Linked DNA regions of Bombyx mori: region 1 is linked to region 2. A link is a contact called in public Hi-C data. All regions are on one chromosome and are shown on one strand. The core of a region is the stretch at or near the end of the contact, and the rest is flanking DNA. Distances in the headings are between cores, read along the strand shown. Region 1 holds the start of LOC101742904 (zinc finger protein 1). Region 2 has its middle 53 kb from the start of Mir2774c.

Evidence for each region. Hi-C and Micro-C count contacts between places; a contact is called where the count stands out from the background.
Region 1: a contact with region 2 is called in a Hi-C map of posterior silk gland, with 2.1 times the contacts expected there. The contact joins the promoter of LOC101742904 here to the enhancer-like site in region 2. A contact is called at or near these places in 3 of 7 Hi-C or Micro-C datasets (middle silk gland, posterior silk gland and whole pupa).

Annotation. Positions count from the first base shown.
Region 1 is chr9:16,624,721-16,629,867 of ASM3026992v2, reverse strand. LOC101742904 (zinc finger protein 1) reads right to left here and starts at 3,660. Exons shown (of 4, transcript XM_012694745.4): 1 at 3,178-3,660. The coding sequence starts at 3,307.
Region 2 is chr9:16,313,928-16,319,081 of ASM3026992v2, reverse strand. No RefSeq gene overlaps it. Among protein-coding and RNA genes, the nearest start is that of Mir2774c, 53 kb to the left of the region's middle. Within about 2 kb of position 1,346, at least 7 of the 8 cell types and tissues checked have open chromatin away from gene starts, as enhancers often do.

The DNA.
Region 1 (5,147 bases), core at 2,411-4,910, 310 kb before region 2:
TTGTTCCAAAATGCTATTTTGTCGAGCATTAAAGTTTGTATCGATACCATATATTGTAGACGTTGGAGCAGTATTTTCCGAATTATCGTTTTTTTCACAAGTGAGATTTTGTGATTCGGTTCCGGTTGGAAGTTTTAAAGCAACCGTCTGTAATTAAGAAAACATTCCGCATTTATATAATTTCTCATATAAAAAACTTACTTTGTTTTATATTTATATTAAAAAAAAGAAACAAGTTTTTGATGTTGTAAAATAGTTTAACTTACCAAATTAGGATCCTTTTTATCCAATTCAGAATAAAAGCACACTTTGGATGTGGAAGGTTCCATATAATTCATCAATACCATACGCAACTTCAATGTTGGGACCGACCATTCGAAGAGCCGACGAACTTTCTTCAATGGTTGAAAGCACTTTGGCTCAAAGTGGGACGAGCATATGGTGTGATTTTTTGTTGGGAACCAGCTTGGACCCCTTCCTGTCGCATTTATCCACATTTCTTTTATCTTTGGATCTTTCGGATAGCTAAAGTTTTAAAATAAAAGCATGGTATAAATGATGATCATTATATGAATGATGCATGAATACCACAATATATTAAAAACCAACACATTATCTACACTTATTTTACGTTTTATCAGTTATTTAATGCTCAGTTTCTGAAGTTACTATTTACCTATATTGCCATTAGCTATTGATTCAATAAAAGTTAGGTGAAGTAATCAAGAAATAGAAACAAATTGGGTTTTTAAATAATTAATTGTATCTTAAATAATCATTCGTACTAAATAGGATCGTATAAAATATCGACAATACAGACAATACAATAACAGACAACCCTAACACACAAAAGCCGACAGCGGCCGCTTCACGAAACTATCGTGTGAGTGAGAGTATCAGTAAAAAAATTATCCATTGCGCTATTAGAGCAGCCGATTCATCGATTCATTTGTACTAAGCAAGCAATGGTTTTAGTTCCTAATGAAAAGGGATCTATCATCGCTTTTCTAAATTTTTTAATGAATTCTGTAATTTCAATATGATAAACTATAATATTGTAGTACTTACGTGTGAAATGAGATGCTATCTTTCTTGTAATTCACAATACAGCTGTTATTTTTGCAAACAATCACTGAACAACGCGGCATTTTGTTAAAAATCGTAAGCAATGAAGACGTCGCAAGTTGACATTCGACTAATGACCGAAACTGGCATCAAGCCGCTTTGAGGCCAGATGCGTTCGCAAGCGCCACGCCTCCTTGCCATATCTCCTGTGTTTCTATGATCTGTGGATATAGTTCTAAGGTCTCAGTATAGTTACAACGGCTGCCCCACCCTTCAAACCGAAACGCATTACTGCTGAATTAGGCGGGGCGGTGGTACCTACCCGTGCGGACTCACAAGAGGTCCTACCACCAGTAAACTCAGCTACTTATTTATATATACTAGAACAAGGAACAACTAACAGCTATCCTGTCTTACGGTCGCTGCTAGAGCACGATGAGGCTTATAGCTCGCTCTACCGCGGGTGAATCAATTACGCAATTAACAATAAAAACATTTTAGTTTCAATATTATAAGCCATTTGATGGCAGCCTGGCATTGCTGAAGTCCATGGACGACGGTAACCACTCACCATCAGGTGGGCCGTATGCTCATCTGCCTACAAGGGCAATAAAAAAAAAAGTTTTTCTGCGAAATATTATTGGTTGTTGTGTTGCCTAGATCGAACAACGAGATCGCCTGCTGGTCTAGCGTTTAAAAAATTCAATGTTTATGTAAACCTGGCCCTTTTTTGAAAAAACCTGTCTTTTTGCTATCGAATTCCAGAGCGGAGAAGAGGCTATTTTCGTTTGGAAATAGATTTTTTTGGTTTCGGTTGTTTTAAGAATTGCATTTATTAAAATCGATTAAAAGAACAAAATTACCGATTAAGTTAAAAATTTTCACTTCATTAGTCTTGTACCTTATGTGGATACCGCACAACACATTCACGCAATTTTACCTTTAGCTAATAAGCCTATAAATAAGCTTGACTGTCTGTTACACCTCCAATGATTCAGACTGGAGAAGTCAAGAGGTGAAAATGCAATAAACAAAAATCAGTTAATGACTCATTCGATGAATCATGCCTTAAATCACAAAGCTCACAGATCTAAATGCTTGACAAACATTTAATGAGATGCTCACAGATCGTTACTTGTAAAACAAACAAGTAATTAGAGTGCCAATAGGTAGGCATCGCTTCATTTTATCTGTTCTAGGTACACACAGCTAGTTTGCCCGGTTTCCATTCTCGATAAGATTCCATTACTTAGGGTTTTCCTTGTTTAAGTATGTTTTTTTGTTAATTATATTGAAGTTCATTATTATTATTTTTAGACGTTTGACGATCTGCACGTTTTAAGTAGTTTTTATTATTTTGTAAATATTTGCGTCCGTCCGTTGTTCATCTTTGATACATACGAAGTTTATTGTATAGTTTATCGTTAAACACAAACGTCACGACATATCGTTTGATCGTCCCGAATTAGCGATAAAACGCAACTTTCAACTAATTTATTCGTCCGCGTTCCGACTCGTTCTAAGCGCATTGTAAAAACGACAGAACGCATCAAACGTCCCTATTACATCCACTCAGACAGGCGGCGCTCAAAGAGGAAGAATAAAATAAAAAGTAGGTAAAAGAATAAAAAGCAAATGAATTAAAACAACATAATCATTTACGATTTAAGACGGTGAAAGCAAGCGGGTTCCCCTCGACAAACGAAACTTTCTTTCAAGTCTGTTTGTACCTGTTCCCGATTCTCAAGTGGATGAATTATATCCCGGGGGAGACGGGGGACAGGTCGTCCGACCGTTCATTAGAAACGTGAAGACCTGTTCTAATATTATTTTTAATGTCATCCAAGTTATGTTTTTTCACCTGTTTCGATTAATCGCGGTGAACTTGGGAAATTCAAGTTGTAAGTTTTATCTGTTACACGAGCGGGCTAGGGAAATTATTACTCTTTTATTTTCACTGAATTTTTGAGTAACTTTAAAATTAAGTTTCACATGAAACTTTGGAAGGAAATTAAAAATGAAATATAAATTAAAAGGAAAGAAAAGTAAGATGTTAATAATACTGGTAGAAGATAGATAATGCAAATTAAAACAAAAGGAAACGAAGCTTACTTAAGGCCGCAAGCCGCCTGGCCGAGGTGGTGGACGTCGGGACTTGCTTACTCCTCATGTCCGCAAGCCAAGCGGCTGCCGAACGTTCGTACCAACCGCCAACTCCCATAAGCGCGCTCTGCACTTTCATCGAGCGACACCGTTCTCACACCTCACTGAACGAGACCACCGGCTACTATCAGATTCCGATATCGCGTCGCACAACTCGCGGACTATCAATCGCAATTACGTCGTACTAAACCGAGAATCACAGCCTCCGCTGACGTCAGCGGTGAAAGTTCGGGGACGGGCCGCCGTCGAGGCACTACTCACATCGGCAGGCGCCCCACACGTTGGCCAGGCTCCACAGGCGGTACGAGTAGCTGTCACCATAGCAGCCAAACATGCTCTCATCGGTTCTCGCGACCATGGCCCGCGCGCGGTCGGACGTGCAGTGTGGTGCGCGACGCACGGCGGAGTGTCGCCGCCTCTCGCCCCGCCCTGTCCCGCGCCCCCGCCCCCCTCCGCGGCTTAATTACTGCGCCCGACTGCCGCCGCTCATCGCCCTACCGCTCGCTGCCATATTATAACACCTTCGCGATAATGGCCATGCACTTCATTTGTAACCGCAGACGAGCTACAAAACACCTTCGATTTGTTTATACGAGGAATGCAAGCTCCACCTTCTTATAACTCTACCTGTCTCTATCTTGCTTCTAATCTTATTGTTGTTTAGGAATATTTTATCTCAGGACTTCAAATACCGTTGTAATATTGAAATAAAAACGATAATAAGAAAGATTACACCTTACCTGGATATGAATCATCATCATAGTGCCTTTTGACAAATTAAAATTGGGACTAAATAATTTAAAAAAAAAACAGTACAGAGAAATTTTACACATTGCTTACTTTTTTAAACCAACTCTTAAATTATATACTAAATCCCATATATTATCACATACTGAATAAAAATATTAATTTGAACGTAAATTTTAGTTTTGCTTTCGGTCGCTAGATGGAGCTAGCTTCATGAAGCCTACCAATAAAAGACTTGTGACAATGAAACGGAGTCGTTACGAAATACAAATATAGAATAGTATTTCAACTAAGCAAACGGCTCTTCAGATGTTAAATGTATGCGTTTGTTGTTGTATGTTGAAAGAAGAGATCCGCTGAAGTCGTAATTATATTAGACTGACGGCCCTCCTGCCGCTCAAGAGGCAACGGACAACTACTTCACGACACAAACTTTGGAAAGCAGCATACCTACAGATTAAAGATAAACAGAATTAGGTGAGTTAATGCCTATAATTTATAAACACTATTGGGAAAAGTAAACAACTTAAAATAATAAACAAATTAGTAATTTGTTTACTTGTTCATTCGACGGTAATTATTATTACCTTTCTTCAACTAATTACTATTTTACAATGTGCTTAAAAAGTATATGCGTATTATTATAAAGTGAGTACAGGAAAATTATGGTCTGAAACTTGTGTTACATTACCAATTTGAATAAAGGTTAGTAGAGGTAAGTGTACTGGCGACATTCCCGAAATTTTTTTTTTTGCTTAGATGGGTGAACGAGCTCACCGACCACCTGGTGTTAAGTGGTTACTGGAGCCCATAGATATCTACAACGTAAATGCGCCACCCACCTTGAGATATAAGTTCTAAGATCTCAGTATAGTTACAACGGCTGCCCCACCCTTCAAACCGAAACGCATTACTGCTTCACGGCCGATAAAAAATTAAACTTCAACACGAAACCACTAAAGAGTGCTGGGCTGGCTTGGCTGTGGAACCAGCACCACTCCGTCTCATCACGACGGTGTCGTGAAAGGAATATACTAGAGAAAGAGCAGCACACTGCGATCGCCAACTGACATTTACGGCTGATAGGTATCATTACCCTGCCTACCTGTCGTGAAGTAATCTTGCCTGCAGGAAAACTCCGGCAGCTACTACATAATACAATTGAGACTTCT
Region 2 (5,154 bases), core at 97-2,596:
ACACAAGAGGTCCTACCACCAGTGTAGTAGAGATTCACTAGATATACTAAAAGCAATATAATATCCGTACATAATAAGTCGGACAAGACGATCCAGGCGAGGTATGGCAAGCACGTGTGGCCGCACAAAAAACTCTCCTTAATAAAACGAGCTATCGTGGGGGTCGGCTTAGTGATGCACTCCTCTTGTATCGATATTGAAGTTTTAATAAAAGGACATGTTGTGAACAAACATGAGATCAGCCCTATCTATTTCTGTCGCGAAACCGTCTATATTCCGGTCAAAGCATGGCAAAATCAGAATTCTCGTCGTCTCTCATGCCAAAATAGACGGTAACCACACAGGTAACTACAGATGATACTTAAAATCGTATTGGTATTCAGTAGCACTTATATCAATTAGATATGGTAGGGTTCTGTGTAGAAGCCCGCCCGGGTTGGTACCACCGTCCTGTCTATACTGGTGGTAGGGTTCTGTGTAGAAGCCCGCCCGGGTTGGTACCACCGTCCTGTCTATTTCTGCCGCAAAACAGTAATACTGTGTTCCGGTCTGAAGGACAGGATAGCTGGTGTAACATACATAAGGCTGCCCATCCAGGCCAGGATAGGCAGCGCATCTGAGTCTCTGATGTAATTTGGATGTCTATGGGCGACGGTTATCATTTCCCATCAGATGAGCCGTAAGCTCGTATGCCTATCGAAAGCAATAATATATATATATATATATATATATGCCTATCGAAAGCAATAATATATATATATATATATATATATTGTAATAGTCTCATTAGTTTATAATCGAGAACATAAGCGTCACTAAATCTCGCAAACTATCCTAAAATTGTATATATTTATCACGACTTTTACTATCGGGCAAATTACTAAGCGCTATGTTAAGATGGACAGCCACCTCCCCTGTATTTATCGTTAGCAATATTTCTGTACTCCAAGTAGTAATTAAATCAATGTGGGATCACCATCGTTCTTTTGTTATCGCTGGCTTGTGTCAGCTCTAACACACGTAAAATAATATAAAGACAGACATGGCACCTGCAGTAGTAATAGGTTGGCAAATTGATTTTTTGATAGTATTTATGAAACTCTCCGGTTTTTTGCACCATTTGCGCCTCGAACTCACATCTCTGATTCTCGAAAACACCTTTTACTGATTTATCTTGAACATATCTGATTCTTTGCATATTTTAAAATCTAGTCCCTAAGCACTCGGTGCTAATAAAGAATCTTGCAATTTATCGATAAGTGATCTATCGAAGCAGTCACGTCCCTGCGCCTTCGGACGGGTTTAATTACACGGCGAGGGCGACAGGTTGTCGCATGACGTCATCGCGGCTTCCATGTATGCGTGTTATGTTTTATTTATTGTTTACTGCACATTTGTAGAAAGGTATAAGTATGTGTAGTCGCTAGGAAATAATTCACGCCTCCAGCAAATTCTACCAGGGTTTGGTAGCCTATGCTACTTAGTACCACTAACACGCTTATTTTTACAGAAAAATTGATATTTTTTAATGGTGCTAAGATGTTTTGTGTGCCTATTTCTGTCGTGAAGCTGTAATGCATTTTGGTTTCAACGGTGTGGCAGTCATCTTGCTGTAAAACTGAGACTTAGAATAGACACGGTGGGTTTCGGTATTTATATACACTGTTGATGTCTATGAGCTCTGTCAAACGCTTAACCACAAGTGTGCCGTGGGCTCGTCCACCCAACTTTGCAATATTATTTTTTGTAAAGCAGGATAGTTATATCATAGACACCTTGATGTCACGTATCAAGGTGGACGGTTGTATTAAGCTGAGTTGGTTGTATTAAGGTATCACTTAAATCAAAGTGCCCGTGGTTTGATATATTGGCTTCAATTAATGTAATGTAAATCTAAAATTATAATGGGGCCAGTCGTCGGCTTAACCTTATTTAAAACTTTTTTTTCAAATATAACAAGTGCTGATAACTAAAACCAAGCGGCCGTGTCATTAAATCGTCAGCGATAACCTCCGAACCTACTTCCTAGAAGCCGTTATCTGTCGACGTGGGTAGGTATGTGTTTTCTGTGCGAATGGCTGCTTAATTCACATGTAGTTCAGGAGGTAGGAATGTGGTTGTCGGCGTCTGCTCAGAGCACGTGACCGAGCAGCAGATGTAGGTGACGGTAATGGGGATAATAGTCATTGGGTATTAGGTGTCACGGTATTTCCTTGACGTTCTTCATAATTCGTAAGTAAGTTGCTGTGTATAATGCGTGTGGGAAGAGAAAGTACCTTTTGAATTCCTTTTAAGAGTTGCCTTGGGTTGTTGGTAGGCTCCGAAAGCGAATTTGGTGACCTGAGCTGCGAAGTTGTGATATTAATCCTGTGTGCTTCCTAATATCAACAGCCGTCTCCCCTCCGTGAAGCTACATACTTATTTGTAAGTTTCTACAAATGAAACCGTGATAAAGTGATCGAAGTTTTGTTTATTCATTAATCTCAGGGCTGCTCACAAATGCTCACAATTAGCGCACCATATTGCCACCTACTTTGATACAGTAGATCAAAGTTTCGATTGCATTGTAGTAAGGGATATCGTGTTATTTTACATCAGAACGCGAAATTCATTTTTAACGTAGAAGTATAGGCAGAGCACTCCACGCACTCCACCCCTCGCACTTATAGCACACCATATCACCGGCCCAAGGTCATATACACAACATAAGGTATGATCTGGGGTCTATATTTAATGACATTGAACGTTAGCAATTAAAAAAAGCTAGCTTTTTTCCTACCTAGTTGTTGGTTCCTACCTAGCCTAAGGGGCTATTCCGACTTCAAGCCGACCAGTAGGTGAGCTCACGGGCTCAATCAAAGAGAATTGCTAACACTAACCCTAGCGAGAGCATTGCTTCGTAGAATCTACCACCGGATCGGAAACGCGAGCCACTGAGAAGATCCCGCGAGAAACTCAGTGGGTAAGCGCTTGAAGTTCGGTAATAGTATAGATCTCCTGGTCTAAGTCTTTATTAACAGTAAAGGTGCATTATCACTCCTTATCTAAGGTCAAAAAGACGGTTGCGTACATGACGCGCTTACGTAGAAGTAGTGTTGATATTTGTAACAATATTCATTACAACTACGATTAATTGGTGATTGACCTCGTTGCTGTGGATCTTTACTTAACTTTAAACAAATATTACAATATAGGAATCGTTTCCGTGGTCAAAGCTGTATATATTTCTTCAGCTAGAGAATAATAGTATTTCCTAAGTGTTATAGCCTACGAAATGTTAAGGAGCAATCTTGATAATTTTATTTATTTTCACCTACACCATTTACACTTAAAAAAATCGCCGTACCAAGCTAACTTGTTCGCAACATAAAAATTAAGAAAAAAACCTGTATAAAGAAAATACAAGCTCAAGATCTATTTGGAAGTTTTATTCAAGAAACCTAAGCATCCAACACTAAGCAATATAAATTAGGTCTATTAATGTCTTAAACGCTTTCTAAAATGAAGAAAATTCGCGTTACAAGAATACCGATGACCACATGCGTTACCGGATTTTTGTTTGTGTTTCAGTGCGTGCTGTATTAAAATATTATAAAAATGTATTTTTAAACCGGTACATTTAATACTAGATATCGTCTCTAGTACTGGTGGTAGGACCTCTGTAAGTCCGCACGGGTAGGTACCACCACCCTGACTATTTCTGCCGTGAAGCAGTAATGGGTTTCAGTTTGAAAGGGGGGGCCGCCGTTGTAACTATACTGAGACCTTAGCTCAAGGTGGGTGGCGTATTTGCGTTGTGGATGTCTATGGGCTGCAGTAACGACTTATCACCAGGTGGGCTGTGAGCTCATCCACCTATCTAAACAAAAAAGAAAAACTCACTCAAAAATGGGCAAAACAGAGTATTCTTTTTGAAAATACCTACACTTTTATATGTATCGTGCTTACAGTTTTAAGTCCGGCGTCCTGTAAGAAATTCAAATTTTTTTATTCGGAAAACAATCGAATCTTATTTTCTCTAAAAATCGCTAATTAAATCGATCCAACCCTTATCTAGTGATGCGCCAACCTACGAAAACCATTGAATTTTTATTTAAATGGATTTTAGTCGTGAATTTATTCATTATGCCTACGGAACCCTTTTCTGTACATTGGCAGATACGCACTTGTCCGTTTTATTCGCATACACAAGTAGACGATGCTCAATGCCATGCGATATTTATTTTCTTGGACATTGATCTGTCAAATAAAATTGGAACACAATATTTTTTATTATCGTCTTTAGAATATAGTTAAATCAAAGCATACATTGTCAAAGTTTTAACATCAAGTCGTTATGAACTCAACCAAAAAACATTGCGCCAACAACTTCGTTAATATCTACCATTTTTTGTGTGAAAAAATAGGCATGTGTTCACCTTAACAGGTAAAATAATTTATACGAGCGAAATTGATCTTTACAGGAACTTACAATAAGGCTTAGTGTGGTATGAGTTAATGACGCACACAGAAGACGCAAGAAATAATGTAAACACCAGATCAGTAATTTTTTGTCAATAAAATTACCTTTTTTTTTATTTTTTTATTGCCCTTGTAGGCAGACGAGCATACGGCCCACCTGATGGTGAGTGGTTACCGTCGCCCATGGACTTCAGCAATGCCAGGAGCAGAGCCAAGTCCTCTCTTTTTTTTTAGAATACTTTACTGGTGAGCTGTATATATGCGATAAGGTCTGCCCATTTCCACCTCTACCAATGTTTTTTTTAATTAATAATAACAAAGATTAGTGATTAAAAAGATTACTTATTATTTTTCTGCGGTGTGTGGTTTCTAAGTGGTCGTTGAAGCTCTTACACATTTATAGATAAGGTAAACAAGGATTACCTATTACATTATTAAAAAAAAAAATCTACGAAAACAAATTTGACGCTCAATATAAGTTTACTATAGTATCTTTGAGATATGAGGCTGATGTCTCAATCGGGTCAATATGTTAAGTTGTACTAATTTGCGGCAGATATTAATAGGACGATAGATAGATAGAAAATTGTTGAAACCCGTTCAATAACAGTAATATTAAAAGTGTATGTATTTAAAACTGAAATTTTAATAGATCTATATATTAGTAGGTGAAGCAAAAACTTTGTGACAGGT